Linked DNA regions of Sus scrofa: all the other regions are linked to region 1. The links are chromatin contacts, called in public HiChIP or PLAC-seq maps. All regions are on one chromosome and are shown on one strand. The core of a region is the stretch at or near the end of the contact, and the rest is flanking DNA. Distances in the headings are between cores, read along the strand shown.

What was found. HiChIP or PLAC-seq counts read pairs in DNA pulled down with a chosen protein or histone mark.
Region 2: a contact with region 1 is called in an H3K27ac HiChIP or PLAC-seq map of alveolar macrophages. The contact joins two enhancer-like sites. A contact is called at or near these places in 6 of 47 Hi-C or Micro-C datasets (embryonic fibroblasts, epiblast stem cells, liver and 2 more) and 2 of 2 datasets of contacts at active chromatin or transcription factors (alveolar macrophages and skeletal muscle).
Region 3: a contact with region 1 is called in an H3K27ac HiChIP or PLAC-seq map of alveolar macrophages. The contact joins two enhancer-like sites. A contact is called at or near these places in 6 of 47 Hi-C or Micro-C datasets (embryonic fibroblasts, epiblast stem cells, liver and 3 more) and 2 of 2 datasets of contacts at active chromatin or transcription factors (alveolar macrophages and skeletal muscle).
Region 4: an H3K27ac HiChIP or PLAC-seq map of alveolar macrophages shows a contact between it and region 1. The contact joins two enhancer-like sites. A contact is called at or near these places in 8 of 47 Hi-C or Micro-C datasets (embryonic fibroblasts, heart right ventricle, liver and 4 more) and 2 of 2 datasets of contacts at active chromatin or transcription factors (alveolar macrophages and skeletal muscle).

The regions. Positions count from the first base shown.
Region 1 is chr1:269,422,180-269,427,573 of Sscrofa11.1, forward strand. It overlaps PTPA (serine/threonine-protein phosphatase 2A activator), which reads left to right. Exons shown (of 10, transcript XM_001926077.6): 9 at 3,974-4,081. Among named protein-coding and RNA genes, the nearest start is that of PTPA, 23 kb to the left of the region's middle. Within about 2 kb of position 2,027, at least 72 of the 83 cell types and tissues checked have an H3K27ac peak or open chromatin away from gene starts, as enhancers often do. A contact at or near this core is called in alveolar macrophages, embryonic fibroblasts, liver and 4 more, where this site is marked.
Region 2 is chr1:269,650,945-269,656,338 of Sscrofa11.1, forward strand. No RefSeq gene overlaps it. Among named protein-coding and RNA genes, the nearest start is that of NTMT1, 170 kb to the right of the region's middle. Within about 2 kb of position 3,182, at least 75 of the 83 cell types and tissues checked have an H3K27ac peak or open chromatin away from gene starts, as enhancers often do. A contact at or near this core is called in alveolar macrophages, embryonic fibroblasts, liver and 2 more, where this site is marked.
Region 3 is chr1:269,593,333-269,598,726 of Sscrofa11.1, forward strand. All of the region lies in intron 2 of LOC102162054 (a long non-coding RNA gene), which reads left to right. Among named protein-coding and RNA genes, the nearest start is that of IER5L, 140 kb to the left of the region's middle. Within about 2 kb of position 2,834, at least 11 of the 83 cell types and tissues checked have an H3K27ac peak or open chromatin away from gene starts, as enhancers often do. A contact at or near this core is called in alveolar macrophages and retroperitoneal adipose tissue, where this site is marked.
Region 4 is chr1:269,567,914-269,573,307 of Sscrofa11.1, forward strand. No RefSeq gene overlaps it. Among named protein-coding and RNA genes, the nearest start is that of IER5L, 120 kb to the left of the region's middle. Within about 2 kb of position 3,203, at least 29 of the 83 cell types and tissues checked have an H3K27ac peak or open chromatin away from gene starts, as enhancers often do. A contact at or near this core is called in alveolar macrophages, mesenteric adipose tissue, omental adipose tissue and 2 more, where this site is marked.

The DNA.
Region 1 (5,394 bases), core at 777-3,276:
GGAGTCAGAGAGGCGGGAGCGAATACCAGAACGATTTCTGCGGACGGGACAAACTTCTCTTAGATCCTGAGGACAGGGGCCAAGTGAAATCCTGGAAGTGAAAGTGAGCAGCCCGGACCCCCAGCCTACCCAGCAGGGGTGGTTAACCGGGTGCTGTTGTCCTGCTAAAGTGGGTCTCCCACAGTGCAGCCTTGGGCTGCTTCCTCAGGGTCACCTGGGCAGCTTGTTAAAATGCGTGTTCTTGGGCCCCACCTCAGCTTTCTGAATCAGAATCTTGGGGGGTGAGAGCTAGGAACCTGAATTTGAGCACACATACCAGGTGACTGCGCGGAAGTCGGGACCCACTGCTCCCTGGGCCTGTCTTTTGGGAAGTGGCAAGACCTCTCATCCTCCCTGCCTGGTGCCCTCCCCCACCTTCCTAAGGGTGCCACGACTGCCGCCTGGAGAGGGTCTTGCTCCCGTTCTCCCCCACACAGTCCTGCTGGCCCCAGTGCTGTCCCTGGCACACTTGCAGACCCCTGCCTGTGGGGGCGGCTCTCTTGGCTGCCCATTCTGAGCCCCCTGAAGAGGGAGCGCTCCCTGGTTAAGCAGCCGTAGCTCCAGGCTCTCCTGGTCAGCATTCGGCTCAGGCCTCCGCCACACTCCAGAGGCCAGAGGGGAATGACATGTTTTTCTAAGTCAGCAAATGAAGCCCATCCTGACGGCTGGGCGGCCACCGCTTCATTCTGAGATCTGCTGCCTTCAGCACTGTAGCAGCCCAAGGTCAGAAGGACTCCGGGGCAGCCTGGCTCACTGCCTTGAGAGCCAGTCACATGCTGCTCTCTCCAGAGGGGAATGGGAGGGTCTGCGGAGCCAGGGAGACCCCGCGGAGCAGGGTGGGGAGCTGGGGTGGCTTTGCTGGGGGTGGGAGGCTGAGTGTTTTGGCTCCGCCTGGTGGCTGGCCAAGCCCTTGGGTCCCTGTCAGTGACTCACAAGGAGAAAGGGCAGGCCGGAGGTCAGGGAGGATGGGAATTGACTCCAGGTTAAAACTCTGTATTTTTGTTTGCTGCGTCGTGCTGGTTTAAAAACCCAAAAGCCTTCCGGAAGTTTAGGTTTCGGTTCCTCTGCTAGAGGAAATCCCACAGTGGCCACTAGGTGGCGCTAAAGACACATCGAACTGGGAGGAGGTTGTAGGAGCCCTTGATGGAGAGGCCTGACCTGGGAGGAGGCCGGCAGGCCCTGGAGTTCTTGGTTGTTCCGCACCCTCTCTGCAAGGCCTGGTTTGCACTTTGGGTCTTGGTGCCTGGGCATGGTGGTAAACATTGGGCGCTCGCAGGGAGTCCCCCAGAGCTGAGCTGCGGTGACTGGCGGGGGGCCCCCTCTCACCCACCTGGCCAGCCTCGAGCCGGCTGGCGTGGTTCCTGACGGCAGCACCCATGATGCTAGTTTTCCAGAGTCTGGGCCTCACTACCCAGACCAGGCTTTTTGCAGTTGCTCTAGTTGGTGGTGAGGGAGGCCCGAGGCCCGGTGCTGGGACTCAGGAGGCCTGGCTGGCGGCCTGCGCGGAGCTGTGTGCGCTCCGGTCTGGCAGGGGGCAGTGTTGCCTCTGGAGACCCAGGGATCACTAGGGCTGGTGCAGCTGGGGGGTTAAACCCACAAAAAGTTGGAAATGAAACCAGCCTGGGACCTGCCCCGGTGGCCCTGAGCATCCCGCACGAGGGACCTCACCTTGCAGGGCTTCTGCCGCCTCAGGAAATGCAGCCCTGGCGCCTTTAAGAGCCCAGGGCCGGCAGGAAAAGAATTTCAGTTTCAATCTGGCTTCTAAATTTGGAGTTTTGGGAAGGGAGGGATCAGATTTCAGCTGGAAGGGAAGGAGCTGACAGGAAGGCGCTGTGTAGAGCCTCCCCCCGTCCCATCCCCCCTCAGTTACTGACAGAGGAACCATTTACAAAAGGCCGATTCTCCTGGGAGTGGAGAGGCAGGAACGCAGCGTCTGTGAGTAATTTCCTGCTCAATATGGCTGCTCTGACTCACTCGAGTCCCCTGGGGTCACTGCGGGACTGCAGCTTGCTTGCTCGTTCTCGCTCTTTCTCTTCTCCCTTTGTGGCTAGAATGAGCTAATTTTTTTTGTCTTCTCGACCCCAATTCCTTTTCCCCCTCATCTGTTTTCCTTTCCAGAGTTGCAGAGGCTCCTTCTGAAGGACTGGGGGGAGACCTTGGGACGTGAAGGCCGGCAGTGGGGTGGGGCGGCGGGGGGGGGTCCCTCGAGAGAAATAGCAGCTCTGGCCATGGAGGGAGGGGGCCGGGGCCATGGGGGGGCTCCGGAGCTCGGGCCTCCCCTGGCTCTGCCAGCAGGCTCCCCACTCCGTGCCCCTAGTGGGCGAGGCTGGCCCAGCAAGCAGAACCTCGGGTTTCCGCCTGTCCCTCGGCCGGCCTTGGCCTCGGAGCCCTTGCTGAACAGGCCTTGGAGCTGCGGCTGCGACAGAGCCGGCAGCACGCCTCCTGGGTGGTTTGCACACAGGGCCCCGTCCAGAGTGAAACTGGTTCCACAGCTCCAGTGACCCCTGAGCTTCTCAGGGCTGCGGCCCGGATGTGTGCGAGTGCGAGATGGGGCTGGAGCCTCGGGAAGGGGCGGGGGGGGGTGGAGCCTGACCGAGTGGGACCTTGGGAACAAAGCTCCTGAGAAGGCCAAGCCCCTACGGGCTGGGGGCTCCTGGCTGCCTTCCTGGAGGAGGGAGCCTTAGAGAGAGGAGGGAAAAGATGCTGGGTGAAGGGACCGACTGGCCCAGGAGAAGCCCCGTGGGGGCCTAGAGCTGTGGCCTCACTGCTGGAGGAAGGAGTGCTTGTTTTTGCTACTGAGCTGCTTGGGGGTTGCGACAGGCTTTTGGGGATCTTGGACCAGGGGAGGGAGATGACAAGGGTAAAACGGCAACTCTCTTGACTTGGATCTTACAGTTTTGTTTAGAGTTGCCTTTACTGGAGAAGGGAGAGGCTTGCGGGAGTGGTTAGCAGGCCAGCCCGCAGCCGAAGGGTGGGGGGCGTTTGTGCTCCTGAGCTCCTGGAGAGCCGGTGTGGGACCCATCCTTTCTCCCTGAAAGAGTTCTCCCCAGCCCTGCCTCCACCCACAGCCTCTTCTGGAACCTTCCACCTGCTCGAGGTCCAAGTCTGCTTTCTTGCCAGCTTGGCCTCTTTGCTTTTCGGACTCTCTCTTCTGAAGCCTGGGGCTCAGGGTGCTGAGCCCGTGCCCCCAGCCTCAGTGCTGCCTATCAGCCGGGGTGGGGCGGTGTTGAGAGGGACTTTGAGCTGTGGTTGGTGAAAGCAGATGTGCTGGCCTTGAGCTGTCCGAGGATTCCCCGAGGGTTCCCCGTCTCAGCGGCGGTTTTCTCATGTCGTGGGGACCCACTGGGCTCGCTGCAGAATGTCTCTCTTCCGAGAGGAGGGGCCAGGAATGGACCTATCTTTGCTCTCGCCTGTCCCTTGCTGTCCCCTCCCCGCTCTCCTGCCAGGTTAGGCTGGCTCCCTATACAGACCTTCCTCCCGAATCTGTAGCAGGTGCCCTCTGGCCCACCTCTGCCCCCCTTCCTTCCTCCCTCCCTGCCACACAGAGGGCAGTCAGAGGCCTGGGTTTGGTCTGGGCCGTCCCCCAAGCCCACCCTCCCTTGGCTCTTCCAGCCCTGCCTGTGGCAGGCCAGAGGGACCGTCTCTGGTTCGTGTCTGTGTGTGTGTCTCTGGTGCATGTCTGTGTATGTGCGTGCGCATCCCATAGGCAGATGCTGCAGCCTGGGCCCCAGGAGTGAGTGTGTGCTCATCCGTGTGTGTATCCATGTGTGTTTGCGTACGTGTGTATGCGTGGGCTTGCATCTTGCATGTGTGCGTGCGTGTGCGTGCGTGCGTGCGTGCGTGTGTGTGCGTGTGTGTGTGTGTGTGTGTGTCAAGGAGCCGGGGCTGGCTCCCAGGAGGCCCACCCCTCCAGCTTGTGGGCTCTCTTTTCCAGATGAAGACGGGCCCCTTTGCGGAGCACTCCAACCAGCTGTGGAACATCAGTGCCGTCCCGTCCTGGTCCAAAGTCAACCAGGGTCTCATCCGCATGTACAAGGCCGAGGTGAGGGGGGCTGCCTGCGTTCCGGGTCCTGGGCTGCTGCTCCCCCCACCCCACCGCTTTGCTCTGAAGCTGGGAGCAGCTCCTCTGACGCTTGAGGCCTCAGAGTCAGTCTATGGGACGGGCGGTCCCCAGAAGCGCTGGATTGAGGCCCAGCTCAGCCCTGTGACTGAGGCAAGGCCCTGCTGCTCAGGGGGTCTCTGTTCCCACTTGTCACGTGGCTGAAGGCCCCTCTCAGCTCTGTCTCCTGTGGGAACACGCACACGAAGACGTGCTCGGGGAGGGGTTAGATCCTCGGAGGCCTCACCCAGAGTGAGCTGCTCCAGCGCTGGTGGATCTGAGCGCGGGGAGGGTGGGAGGTCTTGGGGGTCGGGCTCCCTGTCCTCCCTGCTCTCAGATGGGTGAGGCTGCTTTTCCGGAGCTCGCCCTGCTGCGAGGGGCTCCCGCCTTCTCTGCTTGCTCTGTGCTCATCTTCCGCGGCATCCTCCCCGCCAAGGAGGTGGTTTTTTCTCTGGCAGGTAGGGAGGAGGCATCCTCCCCACCCCCCGCCTGTCCTTTCCACAAGCTCCTTCCACACCCGGGGCAGACCACTCCTGCAACCGCTTGACCCTTGGCACGGGAAGGGCCTGCTGCGAAGTCCCTCACCTGGAGCAGTGGGGTCCCAAAGTCCCCGGCTGTGGGTCTCAGGTGTTGCCTTGCAGGTGCCCCTCTCTTGACCCTTGGCCATCCCTCTCCTGGGAGCGGGAAGCCTCCCTACACCCAGAGCTCCCTCACACCCCGGCCACAGAGGCAGAGGAGCAGGGAGGAAACGGTGGAGGGGCGGGTGCAAGGACAAGCACTGCGCGGCCCTGAAGGGGTTAAAGGCGCTGGACCTGACCGGGCCTGGCCTAGCTCTCCCTTCCGCCCTCCCCCTCCCCTCGGTCCCCTTCCTCTGGACTTCACATCCTGTGTTTAGGTTCCAACCCACATACCTCTCTAATCTAGAGGCGCCTTCGCTGCGGCTGGGGCTGGGGCTGTGCGGGCTCCTTCCGGCTGCAGCCCGGCCTTCCACGCTGGCTCTCCTGCTTGGAGAGCGTCCTGGTCCCTGCCCCAGTCCCACAGTAGGTGTGGATGGGGAGCTCCCCCCGCTGCGGGGGGGTACGGCACGGTGGTGGTGGTGGGGGGGGTTGTGCACAGCCCTCTCCAGCCTCCCACCCCCACACCCCCTGTGTCACAGGCAGGACTCTTGGGTGCCTTTCCTGCTTGGGACCTTAAATGCTGTCCTTGCTGCAGACTCTCGCTTGAATGACCGGGGCCCTCAGGGCAGAACAGGAGCC
Region 2 (5,394 bases), core at 1,932-4,431, 230 kb after region 1:
GCCATTATCACTGCCAGGGTCACTGCCATTACCATCCCTGCGGCATCAGAGCTAGCATCCCCTCTGTCTTAGTTTCCTGTGGCTGCATAACCAATTACCACAAACCTGGGCCTTAAAACAAGATTATTCCTGGAGTTCCCGCTGTGGTACAACGCGGAATTGGTGGTGCGTCTCTGTAGCTGCAGGACGCAGGTTCAAGGCCCGGCCTGGCACAGTGGGTTGAAGGATCTGGTGTGGTGCAACTGCGGTGTAGGTCACAAGTGCAGCTCGAATCGGATTCCTGGCCCAGGAACTCCATATGCCATGGGGCAGCCGAAAAGGAAAAGAAAAAAAAAAAAATCTCATCTCAGAGTTCTGGAGGCTGGAAGGTCAAAATCAAGGTGTCAGCAGGGCTGTGTTCCCTCCCAAGACACTGGGAGGAATCCCTCCTTGGCTCTCCCAGTTTCTGGCCACTCCAGGTGTCCCTTGGCTTGAGGCTGCATCACTCCCATCTCTGCCTCAGCCTGCATACGGCCTTCTCCTCTTGCGTCCCTGCCTTAGACTTCGGATGACACTGAGGCCCCATCTGGGTAACCCAGGATGACCTCATCTCAATATCCTCAACATCTACAAAGACCCTTCAAATAAGGGCACATTCATGGTTTCCAGGGATTGGAGGCAGACAGATCTTGGGGGGCAGGGGGCACCATTCTGCCCACTACAAACACCAGTGTCACCACCACCATCAGCATCGCAGCCAGCATCAGTTAAGTACCAGTCTGGACCAGGCCTGAGCCCAGGTGCTCTTCCTGTACCATCTCCTTTATTCCTTCAGACACAGACTTAGGGTGAGTACTTATCCCCATTTAACACATAAGGAAATTGAGGCCCAGAGAGAAGCATCTGCTTGTCCAAGGTCTCTCTTCAAACCCAGGCAGCCTGACATTGGCCCCTCCTGTTGTCTCACCATAGCTATCCTGTCCCACCCTGACCCCTTTCTAATCAGCCAGATGATTCCCGAGGAGAATCAAGGTGGGGCAGTGAGCATCCAGATGGAAGGAAGGCGCCTGGATCTAACGAGTGGCAGATGCCAGGCAGGTCACTTCCCCTCTCTGGGCCTCAGTTTGCCCATCTGTAAAACAGAGCAGCCAGACTGTGGTCTAATAATCTCCAAGGTCCTCCCCGCTCTGAAATTCCATGATGCTGGGTGTCACCTGTCAACCAGGTCCTATTCGGACACTGCCCCAGGAGCATGACTCTCACACCAGCTCAGTTCTTGGAATCTGCTACCCGCTCCCAGAGATAGGTTTGCTTGGAAGGCTAGCCCCGGGGGTGGGGGGCTGGTTTCCCACTTCTTCTACTGACTCCCCGTATCATGGGGCTGGCAGCAAGCTGGGTGAAGGTGCGGTGTGTGTGTGTGTGGCGGGGGGGGGGGGGTCTCCTCTTGGAGCCCAAGATTTTGGTCCATACATTCAGAGAGGGCTCCAAAGCTGAGAGCTCTGCCTGGGTGCTGCAAACAGAGCAAAAGATCCTGCTGCCACACCCAGACCCCAAGACCTTAGCTGGGAAGTGGCCCTTTCAGCAGACTCCGGAGACCCCGCAGAGGCAGCGAAAGCTCTTGTTGATCATCTAAAGCCAAGAGACTGGGAGAGGCCACAGTGACCAGAGGCTCTTGCCCTTGGAAGGGGACACACACACACAAAATTAAAAAGCAGGCTACGAAGAGTCACTGAAAGCTCAGTTTCCAAAACCTGGTCTGGTCGTTAGAAGTCGTTTGTTTATAGCAGAAATATTTTTTAAAGGTCCTTTTTAGAGTGTGAACTCGGGCCTTTTTCCTCTGGCTTTTTCCTCTGCTTCTCTGTCCAGAGCACAACTGTTTGCATTTTGGCTAAAGATGGAGTTAAGTTAGGGACGGAACTGCAAACTTGAATTTGCAGGATGAGATTGGCATCCCAGCAGAGGCTCGAAGGTGGGGCGTCCTTCAGGTCCCTCTGATCCCCGCGGACACACCCGCTGCAAACCCTCCAGTTGAGGGCTCCGCTGGGATAAGCAGGCGTCCGACCAGCCAGGGTTTATACCTGCCGAGTTAATCTCCCCTCGCCGGGCCTCCAGCTGAGCCTCTCCCTCTTCCAAGGCCGCGAGTCCAACCACTGGCTCCGTTCCCTGGCCTCTACTGCTTTTGTCTCTGCAGATGTTTGAGCGGATGCAAACTGGCTGTGTGACCTTGGGGCAGGTGCTTACCCTCTCAGGGGTCAGGAGTCCAGGTGGGGAGGTTTGTCAGAAGCCAAGCCCCAACGCGGGTGCAGAAATTCGACCCTCCTCCTTTCACACCCAGGGCTCACGCGCCACCAGCCTGTCCTTGCTCGGTTCAGGCAAGGCTGAGAATTTTCTGGTCTTTATGTGGTTTAGTTTCTGGTGCTTCCAGCAGCAGCAGCGGGGCTGTTCCACCACAGTCCCCAGGAAATTGGTCCACGTAGGACGGAGCCTTCCCGAGAATGAAGTCATCTGTTCCTTTTTTTTGTTGCCTTTCTCCTTCAACACGAGTCACCGGGCCTCTGCGGTCTCTCCTCGCGCAAACACTCCCAGCGAGGGGGTCGGCCGGGCTCCCCGCGGGGGAACTGGGCGAGGAGCGAACCCAGCGGCCTGGAGGGCCTCGCCCCCCCACCCCCCGGGCTTGGCCCAGCCCTCGCCTCCCGCTCCCACCCGCGACTTCCCAGGACCGCCCAAAAGGTGAGCTCCCGGGAGGCCGCCCGCGCTCCGGCGAGGCCGGCTCGGCAAACAATAACAGTAAATAACGCTCCCTTGTCAACGTAATAAAAACGGAAACGGTTACAATGTTTTTTAATAAGCGTCCCCCATCAATCTCCCTCCCTCCCTCCCGGGCCGCGGGCACCGGCAGGGCGGGCCGGGAAGGAGGGGAAAGCGGGGGCACCGGGGCGCGCGGGAGGGGGCCCGGTGCCGGAGGAGGAGGACGCCGGGGGGGAGAGCGAGAGCACAGCAAGTGAGAGACGAGGGGGCGCGGGAGGCCGGGGTCACGCGCGCCAGCCGAGCCGGGAAGCGGCCGCGGTGAGTAACACCGTTGCCATGGCGACGTGGCCGCGAGGAACAGGAAGCGGCAGAAATAGCAGCCGCCGCGGCCCGCGCGCCCGGCCCCTCCCCCCGCGAGCCCGTTGCCACGGAGACCGGCCCGAGCGAGGCTGCGCGGGCGGCCGCGGCCTCCTGCGCCCCGGCCCGCGCATGCGCCCTGGGCCGGCCCGGCGCGGCGGACGCGGGGGCAATTCTTACAGCCCCGGCGCCGCCTGGACCCCAAAGTTGCCTGGCCACCCGCTTACGTGGAAAAAAAAAAAAAGTAAACGTGTTTGTTATTTGCCTTTGTAAAGCAGCCCCGCCTTTGTTCCTGGCGGCTTCTTCGGTTTCCTGGCGTCTAAGGCGTGGAGCGAGGGGGCAGGGATATATCTGCCCCGATCCCAAAGGTTTTCCGAGCGCCAGGCACTGGGTCGCGTCCGAGACGCCGAGGGAACGCGGGAGGCCGGCTCTGCTCTCCTGAAGGCCCGGCCTGGGACGGTCTAACCAGGCCCCGGGGCTGACCTTGGCCGCCCGAAGCCCATTCTGAGCTTGGCCTCCCCTTTGGGGTGGGAGGGGGGGCCTTCTTCCAGGTGATGCGCAGAGGTCCCCCCACCCCCTCTTGTGTTGTCTGGTCCCTTTCCCCTCGCATCACCTTCCCCAGATTCTGACCGGCAGACAGCACAGAGGGAGAAATGAAATCCTGCCAAACCCAGGGCTCCCTCTCCACTCCCTGTTCACCAGAAAACTATGAAACAATCCACTCCCCGCACCCTTCGGGCCCCCCACCCCGCCAAAAAAAGTTAAGGGAAAACCTAAATGTTTCATAAACAAAAGCCACTCCGCAACAACTTGTTTATGTGAAAGACTGGCCGCAGCCTTGCACGTCTGAGGCTGGGTGTGTGTGTGTGTGTGTGTGTGTGTGTGTGTTGGGGGAGGGAGGGGACGTGAGATGGTCTCTGAGACTGTTTGTGCAGGATATTTTTTCTCTCCAGATTTTGTTTGTTTTTAATAAGGGTCAGAGGTCTGGGCTTCTGTGGGGAAGGGTCACCTCGGATGGACAGGCCACGAGGTCCCAGGGGGACAGGTCAGAGGGCCTGCATACTGGGGCGGAAGCCAGGAGCCAAAGCCTCCCCATCTGGCTCGGCTCCTGGCAGGCAGGGGGGCTTCCGCGGGCGCCAGGCTCTCTGGGCTGCTCCCCAGCGTGTGGCCGCAGCGAGGGCCCAGGCCAAGGACTTGGACCTTTCTCCCTTGGCCGAGACAGCTCTCGTTGCCCCCAGCCGGTGCCTTGGCCACGTTGGCCGAGGGAGAAGGCAAGCGAAGCAGCCCAGGTCTCTGGGGTTTTCTATAATGGAAACGAGAAGCTTTTGTTTTTTGTATGGGGCGGACTTAGATTTTCAGCATCCAGGCTGACCAGATGGGGATATAGGGAGCATGCGCGCTTAGAAGGGGGACTGCTGCTTCAACTCTCCTCCCCACCAGCCAGTCTCATTCCCCAGTGTGGCCTTGTGGAGGCTGAGGGATGGACAGAGCTATGGAAAGTGGGAGGGGCTCCGGCGATGCAGGTCCTTCCTCCTCCCTCCCCCTTTTGACACATGGCAGGGGTGGGGGTGGCAGCCCTGAAGGGGAAGCTTGAGGGATCATCAGAAGACTTTGGGTCCACCATGGCAGTTGGCATGGTATTTATCCCTCTTCTTCTTGGAGGAGGAAAGAAAGACAGGGGAGCATTTGCGACAATAGAGACAAGCTGCCACCTCTGTCCAGAGGGCTGTAGACAGCGCTGAAGACCAGGGCTTCGGAACCGTGCTGGTGGGTGAATCCCCCTTGGCCCCACCAAAACTTGTTCACCTAGTCAATGAGGACACTTGTGGAGTCGACCTGGAACGTGGCGATGTGCCAGTAAGTGGTGCACAAAAGCTTTGCAGGTGCTCAGAACATGGCAGCCATTCTAGCACCTGGAAGAGGTTTACCTCTCTCCCTGGGGTGGTCCAGGATTGCTGTCTTGAGCCCTGAGGTCCACCTTTGGCACAGGCTCTGCCACCAACCCACTGTACAATTGAGGCGGGTCACCTACCTTCTTGGGGCCTCAGTCTCCCCATCCAGGCAAATGGGTACAATAATCCCCACCACCGCTAACAGGGAACTTACTCCATGCCAGGCACTAGGCAGAGGTCTGCACATTTCCTTAGCGAAGTCAGCCTTCAAAACAACCTCGAGAGGTAAATACCGTGATGCTCTCAATTTCACAGGTGAGGGGGCAGAGCCTCAGAGAGGTGAAGTCTCTGCTGGGGGCCACACAGCCAGATTGTGGCCCAGAAGGTCAGATACCAGATCCTCCTGAGACTGGAGAGC
Region 3 (5,394 bases), core at 1,584-4,083, 170 kb after region 1:
CTTCTGGGTGTACACCCCAACGAATCTGGGTCTCCGACAGATATAGGTACACCCGTGTTCACTGCAGCATTGTTCGGAGCAGCCCAAGGATGGCCACAAGCCAGGGTCCATCAACGGATGACTAGATACGCAAAAGGAGGTACATGCATATCATCATTCAGCCTTAACAGGGAAGGAAATTCTGACACCTGCTGCGATCCGGATGACCTCAGAGGATATTAGGCTAAGGGAACTATGCCAGACACAAAAGGCATGACTTTGGAGTTCCTGCTGTGGTGCAGTGGGTTAAGGATCCGATTGCGGCGGCTTAGGCTGCTGCCTAGGTTTGGGTTCGATCCCCGGCCCAGAACCTTGCATATGTCTCATTTGCAGCCAAAGCAAAACATATTGTATAATTTCACTTATATTAGGTGTCTAGACTGGATAAATTTATAGAGCATGGTGGGTGCCAAGGCCTGGAGAGGGGGAGGGAGAAAGTGGGCACAGAGTTTCGCAAGATAAAAAGAGTTCTGGAGATGGCTGTGCTGAGTGTTGCACAAGAATATGAATGTACTTCCACTTGAAAATGGTTAAGATGGTAAAATTTTTAAAAATCCTTATTCTAAGTTCTCCCAAGTTATCAGTGGTAGGCTTTCCTTCAAGTCATGTTTGTAAGAAAAAAAATATTAGGAGTTCCATGGCGGCTCAGTGGTAATGAACCCGACTAGTATCCATGAGGATGCAGGTTTGATCCCTGGCCTCGCTTAGTGGGTTAAGGATCCAGGGTTGCCGTGAGCTGTGGTGTAGGTCGCAGACACGGCTCGGATCCTGAGTTGGCTGTGGTTGTGGTGTAAGCCAGGAGCTGCAGCTCTGATTCAAGCCCTAGCCTGGGAACTTCCATATGCTGCAGGTGTAGCCCTAAAAAGACAAAAAAAAAAAAAAAAGAAAGAAAGAAAATATGAGATGGTAGTTGTCATTAGAGCAGGTAAGAATCACAGATGCTGGGGTTTCTGGGCAAGTGACCTCGTCTTCTTGAGCCTCAGTTTTCTCATGGGGAGATGGGGATAGTGACAGTGTCCCCCTCCTGGGGCCACTGCGAGAATGTCGTAACGCCCTTCCCGTGGTCCTCCCAGTGGCCCTAAGTACTGGCAGACTCAGGCTGTTGGGGTTTGGGAACATGAACCTCACAAGCCAAGGTCAGAGGAGGAAAGACCCCTTGCCTCACCACACACACAGGGAAATCGAGGCCCGGAGGAGTCAAGGGACCTGTCCAAGGCCTCTGGCATCCCTGGAACCACAATGTGACTTTCCATATCTGTATCAGTTAGCAAGGCTAGGATGTGCTGCAGTAACAAATGAGCCCCACATTGAAGTGTCTCAACACAACAAGAGTCTCCCGTGAGTCCAGGTGATTCTCCAGGGCAGCTGCCCTCCATGTGACAGCTCAGGGGGCCAGGCTGCCCAGGGGCCTTGTGGCATCGCCGAGACAGGGACGAGAGCATCGCATCACTTCCCCCAAAAACCCACTGGCCAGCACTGGTCCCATGGCCTCACCCCACCACAAGGGTGGTGGGTCCTGAGGAGAGAACTGAGGATGGGTGAGCACCAGAAGATTCTACTCAGCATCCTAGTGGGAGGAAGGCCAGCAGATGGCTTCCCCAGGGGGTCCATGCTCACAGTGAGTTGAGGCAAAGAGAGAAGGGTTTAAGGCTAGAATTCATCCCTCCTCCTACCCAAGCCCCCAGGTCCCTGTCTAGGGCTACCATAGCAACCAGGGCTACTCTGCACGTTGACAACCAAGGTGGGTACCGGCTGCCCCTCTTGAAATACGAACGAAGCTTTCTTGCTCTTTTTCACTCCTTGAAGGAGCAGGTATGTATTTGTCATACCTCTTGCTCTTTCATTGGCTGGTGCCTTCCCATTATGTAATCAATCCCTCCGATGGGTGTCTAGGCATCTTTCAAAGTTCTGCTGTTATAAACAGCGATGCCATGAATTTCCTGTGCGTTTTCCCTTGTCACCACCGTGAGTGCTTCTGTGGTCTAAATACCTAAAAATGGAATCGCTTGGTCAAAGGGCAGGTGCCTGCAACAATCTGACAGCACTCTGGCAGCAGGTGCTGCCTCCAGGGTCAGGAGGGGCTTTTAAGAACAGTTGCTAATGGAGACCAGTGAGTTTTCCATCCTGGGCTCGGGGGTAGGGGTTTCCAAAGGGGACACGGAGGAGGGGAAGCAGGAAGAAGGGATGCGCTTCCCCGCTTGACTCTATGAGGCCGGTCCAACACTGGTGCTGTGCCAAGCCCATTTTACAGGGCGCAAACACCGAGTTCTAGAGAGCCCAGCCACTTGCCCACGGCTGCCCAGCCAGCAGCCTTTGAGCCTCAGTCTCAGCCTGCGCTGAATCGTCCTGGGTCCCAAGATCCCAGCACTCTGCCGGAGACCTCAAGGATCCTTCCTCTACTGACTCCTCTCAAAGGCACTCACGTTCCCCAGGAGCATTTTTTTCAGCAAGTTTTTAAAACTCAGCTTTGCTTCCTTGACTCCCTGGGTCTGGTACTTCTGTCCTTCTGATTGCAGGACCATCAGCCTCTTACATTTTCCCTTGGTGGTGTTCATAACTGCTTCATCTCTTTGGAAGGGCATCTTGGTACTCAGTGTTTAGTCTTGTTGATTTAAAATTCTTTTTTTTTTTTTGGTAACATCACTGTTGTTTCTGTTAAAAAAAAAAAAAAAAAACACCAAAACACTCTTCTTGTAGAATAAAAAAATTCAAGCAACACTGAAAACTACAAGCAAGAAGATAAAAATCACCAACACTCCTCACGCAGGGATGACTCACTGTGGTTCACGTGTGCGTGAGCCGTCTTCCTCTTCCGCAGCTTCTAGACATTTCGAACCACCCCCCTCTAATGATGATGATAACGAAAGCTCTACCTTTCTCGCTCAAGGTGGGGTAGATGAGTCACCGGAGTGGGACTGAAAGTCGCTCTTGGTTCTCTTCTCCCCTCTCCGTCCCCCTCCCCCAGCATCCTTCACCCACAGCCTAGCCCGGGCCTCCCCTGGCCCCTCTGCTTCCAGACTGGAAGCTTCGGTTCCAGCTCCGGGGAGCAGATCCTGCAGGGTTGGGTACCAACCTGGTGCCTTGCCCGGCTCCAAAGAGGGTTCCATTCTCGCTCCACACCCGGGAGCAGGGGTTTTATCCCCTCGCCTCCCAGACACCAAGAGGCTGAGACCTGGCCCAGTTTGCCCCGTGGTACCTTCAGCTGGTGGAAGGTTGAGAGGGTCTCTCTGCTTTGGTGTTCTGTCTCTCACCCCCATCGACCATCAGCAACGTGGATTCTTTTTTTTTTTTTTTTTTTTTTTTGGCTGTCTACAGCATATGGAGTTCTCAGCCCAGGGATCAGATCCAAGCCGCAGTTGCCACTTAAGCCTCAGCTACAGCAACACGGGATCCTTAACCTAGGGTACTGGGCCAGGATCGAACCCGCGTCCCAGCACTCTCAAAATGCCGCTGATCCCACTGCACCACAGCAGTAACTTAGAGCATCTCCCAGCTTGGCCCAGGGGGATTCCACCTGTCTAAGTCTCCCTGGGATGTGGCAGGTGGGCCAAGCCCAGGCTGTTTCATCAACCCCCTCCAGGGAGGACCTCCAGCTCTAGGAAGGAAGAGGCTGTAGCTCAGGACTAACCAGAGCCTGGCCTGACTCGGGGCAGCGTGGCGGTGGTGGCCCCAGAACCAGGTCCAACACGGACATGAGGGCGGGAGGGGGTTCTAAGGAAAATGGGCTCGTGGAAGCCTAGCAGCCCTGCTTGGGGGCCTCCCGGAGCCATAAGGGCTCTGGCACTTAGGGGACAAATCCATGAGGGAGCGTGGCAACCATAGCTGTCCCCTGCGGCTGGGTCAGAGTGGTCCCCAGCTGAGAGCCGGATACATGGAGAGCATGGCAGTGCCCACAGTGGGGGCAGCTCTGCCCAGGGCCGTGGCTGTTTCCATCAGCAGCTCCTCAGACCTCTGGTGAGGCTCTATGAGCTCTCCTGCTGCCCAAAGACATTCTAGGGGACAGCTTGAAGCTGACAGGCAAGGGACAATGACCATGGGTGACTGTGCTTCTTCTTCAGGGCAGGGCGGTCTGTGTCAGAAACGTGGGTTTTGAGTCAGCCAAACCCAAGACGGTGCTGGTTGAGCCTTGAGCTGGCTGTGTGGCCTCGGGCAAATTACTGAAGGTCTCTGAGCCCTTGCTTCCTCATCCACACCGTGGGTACAACGGCACCCCCTTGGCGGGCCTGCTTGAATGACCAAACGCAGTGACCTCGCAAAGGATGCTGAGCCCTTGAGTCCTGAGAGAGGCCTGCTGAGGTTGTGCTTGCAAAGCTGTTTTTGTCTGCTCACCCTCAGGGTGCGGTGGTGGTTGGGGGAGAGCTGGGTTAGGTAAGTGGGGGGACCTCAGGAAGCCGCAATTCTCCGTCCCAAATGGCTCCTCGTTATTTATAATGCTGGGTTTCAAACTGGTTTTTCACACGCATCTTCCTGTCGCAACCTTGTACCTTATTCCTTCTCAAAAGGAATCTCGGGAGTTCCCTTCGTGGCTCAGCAGTTAATGAGCCCGACTAGGAACCATGAGGATGCAGGTTTGATCCCTGGCCTTGCTCAGGGGGTTAAGCATCCGGCGTTGCCATGAGCTGTGGTGTAGGTTGCAGACAGGACTTGGATCTGGCATTGCTGTGGCTGTGGTGTAGGCCGGTGGCTACAGCTCCAATTCAACCCCCCTGACCCTCTTTGTCCCCTCCCGCAATGGTCCTTGGGGTCCATGGAAGGCTTGAAGGCCACTGCTATAGGCCAGCAAGGTGTCACTGGGTCACAGGAGGTAGAGGTGGCAGCTGCATATCCAGAAGGGGTGTCATTTGCCCATGCCCTTCTCACTGTGCTTATGTAAAAAGAGAGAAGGAAGCAAAGTCTTCAGATCACAGAAGGGGATTTTTGAGGGTCCCGTAGGGCCTGAGGTCACCAGGCTGAGGCAGCCCGGGGAACTCTGACCCCAAGGGCCACCCTCCCTCTAGGCAGCACAGACCTGGCCTCCGCTGTCCCTGTGGGAAGCACAGGGAGCTGGGTGAGGACACCTCTCTGTGTCGTCGAAGCCAGGAGCTCCATCAGCCACTGTCCAGCCCCTTGACCCGGGGCAAGTCCCTACTCTGGGCCTCAGCTTCCTCATCTGTAAAATGGGGCAGGAGCCACTGAGCCCTCGATGAGAGGGGTGTGGGGAGGATGGGATGGGGGGGTAGCTGGGCACAGATGACATGGAGCAGGGAACAACCACCACTTAGCCTCTGATGTGTGTGGTGTGCAGCAGTTTGCAGGGGTAGGACCTTGGACTTTGGTCAAAGGGAGGGAAGCATTGCTGGCCCAGTTTGCAGATGG
Region 4 (5,394 bases), core at 1,953-4,452, 150 kb after region 1:
CCCCTGTGTCACCTGCTGATGGCATGGACCAGACTTTGATGTGCTGTGGTGGGAGTGATCTCCCAGCTTCCTCCTTGGGGCGCTGGGGGCTCCCTCCCCAACCTGTGGTCCTTGCACCCCCCCACCCCCACCCCTGGAGAAGCTAACTGTTGTTTGGTACAATCCAGGCTCCATGGAAACCACCCAGACTCAGTTAATCCCCACTTCCTTTGCTTTCAGCAAATCGGGGTTTATGGGACTCTCTGGGAATCACAGTTAAGGTAAAAACACCGGTCAGCCTCAGGGCCTGCCAGGGGCATTAATCTCGGGGTGGCCATCGCCTGTCTCCGTTTTATGTAGTGAGTGACCATTGCTCAAGGCAGCCTCTTTTTTCCTCTTAGCAATTGTGAGGGTTTGGGCAGAATGCATCTGCACGAAGCAGGTGCTAAGTCACAACCGGCCCTGGACGTGCCTTTCCACGAGTGGCGGGGCTGCGGATGAGCACCGGTGCTGAAACCAGACAGACAGAACACCTTGGCTAAATTGTGTCCCTGAGCCTCAGTTTCCTAACCTGAGAAGTGGGGGTGGTGACAACAGCACATCTCAGAGGCCTGGCAGGACAAGGGGAGGTAGGCGCCCGGCCTGGCACTGGCACACAGCAGAGGCCCCTAAATGACAGCTGTGATGATGTCACCCAGGGCTGTGTTCACAAACCGACTGAAAATTTGCAAAGCCTGTGGTGGGCGGGGCGGCAGGGCCACTCCCCACCCCAGCTCTGGGCTGGGCCCCCCCAAGCAGCTACTGAGTGTGGCTGGGCTCTGGGGGGATCCGGGCAGTGTGGGAACAGATCAATTACACCACAGTGTGAGGTCTCCAAACATTCCATCGTGAGTGTTTATTGCTTTGATAATGGGGGGTGGGAGCCCCAAAGACCAAACAAACAGCACGATGAAAGAGATAGAGAGAGAGAGAGATGGATCGGGCTAGGGCTGTGACCTGTGCTGTAAGAAAAGACAGCCAGAGCTCTCTTTTTTTGTTTTGTTTTGGTTTTTGTTTTTTGCTTTTTAGGGCCGCACCTGTGGCTTATGGAAGTTCCTGGGCCAGGGGTTGAATTGGAGCTGCAGCTGCCGGCCTACACCACAGCTCATGGCAAGCCAGATTCTTAACCCACTGAGTGAGGCCAGGGATCAAACCTGTGTCCTCATGGATACTCGTCAGGTTTGTTACTGCTGAGCCATGACGGGAACTCCAAGGGAGCGCTCTTGATACAGGGCCCAAGAGATGATGCCCCAGGGGAAGGCAGGCCTCCTGTGTGAGGTCCCATGGAGGCCTGAGAAGAAGGAGCGATGGGTCAGACCTTGCCATCAATGAGACAGGGCTGGACCCCAGGGCGACAGGGCCTGCCTGCCATGTGCCAGCTGTGGGCCTGGGGGAGGAAGTTAACCTCCCTGAGCCTCAGTCTCCCCCTCTGTGAGATGGGCGTGAGGATGAAAGGCGTTAACAACCAATGGTGCCCGGGGCTGAGCCTGGCAGAGGGGGCTCTGTCTTCCTGTTTCCTGGATAAATTGGAGGGAAAGCCCCGCCCACCCACAGGCACGCCCCCAGTGTCTGCAGGCCCCCCAGCTTGTGGGAGCAGACTGGAGGTTCAAGTTGGGGTCTCCCCTTGTCTTTATCCTCTCCCCTGCCCCCTGCTTGTTGAAGGGGAGAGGATGCTTGGAAGAGTCTTGTTCCCACTGCACCTGCTCTGATGATGTGGCTGAGGCTCCTTGAAGGCGGGGTGGCGGTTTTGGACCCCTCCACCTGTGGCCTCCACTGACAGGTTGGGGAGAGCTCTTGGGGGCCTGAAGTGTCCAGAGACCCCTGCCTTGGGGGACAGAGGCTGACAGTGATGGGGCCTCTTCCCCACTGGGGCCCTGCCCTCCCCTCAGCACCATCAGCTGGACCCGGGCTGGTTTCTGCTCTCTGGGCAGACCCTCAACAGCAATCCTTCTGCCAGGACAGCCCTGGCACCACGGTGAGCAGGTGGCCAGCTTCTGTCCACACCAGTGGCACCCGTGGGGTGGGCTGGGAGGGACAGCCTTGAGAGAGGTAAGGATACAAAGAGCTCAGGACCCGCCCCCAGACAGGTGAGTGAGTCTGGGCCTCTGTCTCCCTATTTGTCCCAGAGGCTAGGGCAACCTCCCTGCCCCTGTGGTTCCCAAAGTCCCAAAAATGCAGCTCTGCAGCCCCCAGCTCAGGGGGTGGCAGGTGGGGCTGGAGTGGGGGGATGACAAGCGACAGGAGGACAGGATGCCAGGCTCACCTTTCTGAGAACTGACACCCAGGGGCGCTGTCCTTGGTCCCTGGCTGTGTTAAGGGACGTGACCCAGTTAGCTCTCATCTGTAAGGACGTGGGTACCTCTACCCAGAGCGAGGCCAGCAGCCTCCTGGAGCACCCCTGCAGCCTCCCTCCCCATCTGCCTCACTCAGTCTTCAACCAGGGAAAACAGAAGCAGCAGGAGATCTATGTGAAGGAATCTATTGCAAGGAATTGGTTATGCAATGGTGGAGCTGGCTAGACAAGCCCGAACTCTGAAGGGCAGGCTGGACCTCTGGGCCCTGGGCTGACGCCGCTGTGTGTGGGTGGAATAGCTTCCCCATCGAGGAGGCCTCTGCTTTGCACTTAGAGCCTTTCCAATGATGGAATCAGGCCCTCCCCGAAAATCTAGGCCAATGTCTCTCAAAAGTCAACCGATTATGGACTGCAATCACATCTATGGGGCGCCTGCAGAGTGACCCTGAGATTAGATTGGAGAACTGGGGACTGTAGCCTCTCCAGCATCGCAGCACCTCATCCCCTCTCTGTCAGTGGTTTCTTGCTCCTTCCAGCTTGAGCATCGCTCTCAGATGAGCTGCCCCCAGAGCTGGGCAGTGCTCCCTGCTCTCCTGCGATGACTTCAGCTGGAATCCTCAACCCCCAGCCCAGTTCCTCCTCCAGCCTTGCATCCTTTGTTGTGAAAAGCTCCCTTAACCAGCCTGGGCAAGCCCCCAGGGAGCCCAGCCTGGTGTGGAACCGCCAGCCTGCCCACTGCCCTCAGGAAGCTGCCCATCTCCTGGGGGACGTGTCAGAGCCCGGAACACCCATCTGCCCTGTGCCTCTGTTTTCCGGGCCTCCTCTGGGTCGGATTCCCTGGTGAGGCTGCAGCTCTGGGCTGCAGGAAACCAGCCTCGTGCTTGTTTTGTTTCGATTGCACAACCCTGGAGCAGGAGGCCAGAGCGGACATCTGCTGTTTTGGCCGCCCGGCACCCTCACCCTGTCTCTTTCTGGCGAAAGTCCTCCAGTTGCCTCATGGGGAACTCCCCCCTGTGTGTGCAATCCGGGGACTGGGCTGCCGGTCCAGATGCTCCGAGCTTCCGTGCCAAGGGATGGGTCAGCAGCCCGCCTTCCCTGAGCTTGGGTCCCTCAGTCCTCGTCCTGACGGCCAGCCCCAAGGGAGGTCGCTGAGTGTCCCCTGCTCTCCAGGAGGGCCTGGCTGCATCCTCGCTGGGGCCCGTCTGCATCCCCTGTGTTCCCTTACATTCTGAACCCCCCCCCCCCCCGGTCTGGAGATGGAGCCTTTTTCGGATCAAGGCAAACAGAGTCCACTTCTGTTGCTTATAAGCCCAGACACCCGACTGACTGGATCTGAAGGTCAGTCCCGGCTCTGTCCTCCCTCGCTGTGCGACCCTGCGCGGGATGGTCCCCCTCCGACCTCCGTTTCTCTACCTGCGCATCTCAGCTGGCCTCCAGGGCTGACGTCCCTGAGCCTGTGGCCACCTTGGCCATTGCAGCCGACGGGAATGGGTGCATCCACTGTCAAGAATCAATTGAGGCCTTCTCCGTCTTGACCCTGGGGTCTCTGGGGTGTGTTTAGTGGGAGAGGAGAGATGGTAGCTGCAGAAGCCTTGGCTCTACCTCCTCCTGCGCAGTGGGGCCGTAAGGACCAATGTACCCTGTATCCAGGCCTTGCTAAGTCCCAAGTACCGTCAACTTCGCAGTTAAGCTGCTGCCTTCATAGGTGATGGTCCGTTTCTTTTGAAACTGTTATGCGCAAATTTTTGAGAATCTGGTGAAAGCTTTGGATGTTCTTCTTAGACCACAAAATATCTCTCTATTCCTTTCTCTCGCTCTCTCTCTCTCTCTCTCTCTCTCTCTCACACACACACACACACACACACACACACACACTTTAATGTACAGTTTCGGGAGGGACTAGGAATAGGTTTCCAACGCCTGTCCTAACCTTCAGGCCAGCAGCCTCCGCACTTACAGGACAAATAGCCAGCTCTGGCACACAAGGCAGGGGCTGGGCCCTACACAGGGTGCTCTGTGAGCAACAGCTCCTCCACCTAAAGAGAATGGCCTCTGTGGTAAGGACCGCTATGCTTTGCCAGACTCTCTGGTTCATGATTTTCCTCTTGGGCACACAGCTGGACTACATTTCCCAGCCTCCCTTGCAGTGGGGGCGTGGCCACATGCCAGAGCGCTGGTTAATGGAAAGTGAGCCGAGGGCTGGCCTCTCCCCCACCCCTTTTACGAGCATGAAATTCCTTCTATGTCATCTTCCCCACTCTCTCGTCACCCTTCCTCAAGACTGTCACAGGGGAGGAAAAGGCCTTCGAAGATGACGAACTACAAGATGAGGGAAGCTGGGCCCCTGAGTTACTGCGTGGAGCAGGACTCCCACCCGCCCCTCCTCCAGCCCTCAGTAGTGACGTGAATAAGAAAGCAAGCTTTTTGGGGGGTTGGGGGTTGGTTGTATCCGTGAGCCCATCCTGACTAATACAGCATTGTTTACTACCTCCATCCGGGGGAGCTGCTCTGACTCCATCTTAGGTCTCCTTTAAAGGAGGGAGCACCTCCACTGCCTTCAGCCTGGCATCCCTGAGGCTGGAGAGTGTGTGCTGCGAGCCCTGTGCTTGGTCCCCACCGGAGCACCAGGCATCTTCTCTGGGGTCCAGATTTACCGCCCATCTTGGCCTTGCCCCCCCCCCCCCCCCGCCGCCCTTGGGCCCCTCTACCTGGCGTTCCCTCATTTCACGATGTCTATAGCCTGTGGTTTCCCTCTTCCAGCCTCTGGCCTCCCATTCCTTTGGCCGGGGTCTGGGGTCCAGAGACCAGTGTGCAGTGCCCACTGTATCTAGTTTTTGGGGTCCCCCAAAGCTCCTTGAGAGCAGAGCCTGGGGATGGTTCACTGCAGAACTTCCTTGGGACTGTGAGAAGATGAGCATGTAGGGGGGCTCCTGAAATGCTGTGGTCTTGCCATTTCACCCTGAGAGGGTCGGGCTGGAATCCCATTTTCCTGGAGCACCTGGTTCCAGAGGGAGAAGCTGGCCCTGGCCTGGGGCTCATTCCCTAAGTGGGCTGTAGCCAGGCTCCAGGAAGCTGGAGGTCAG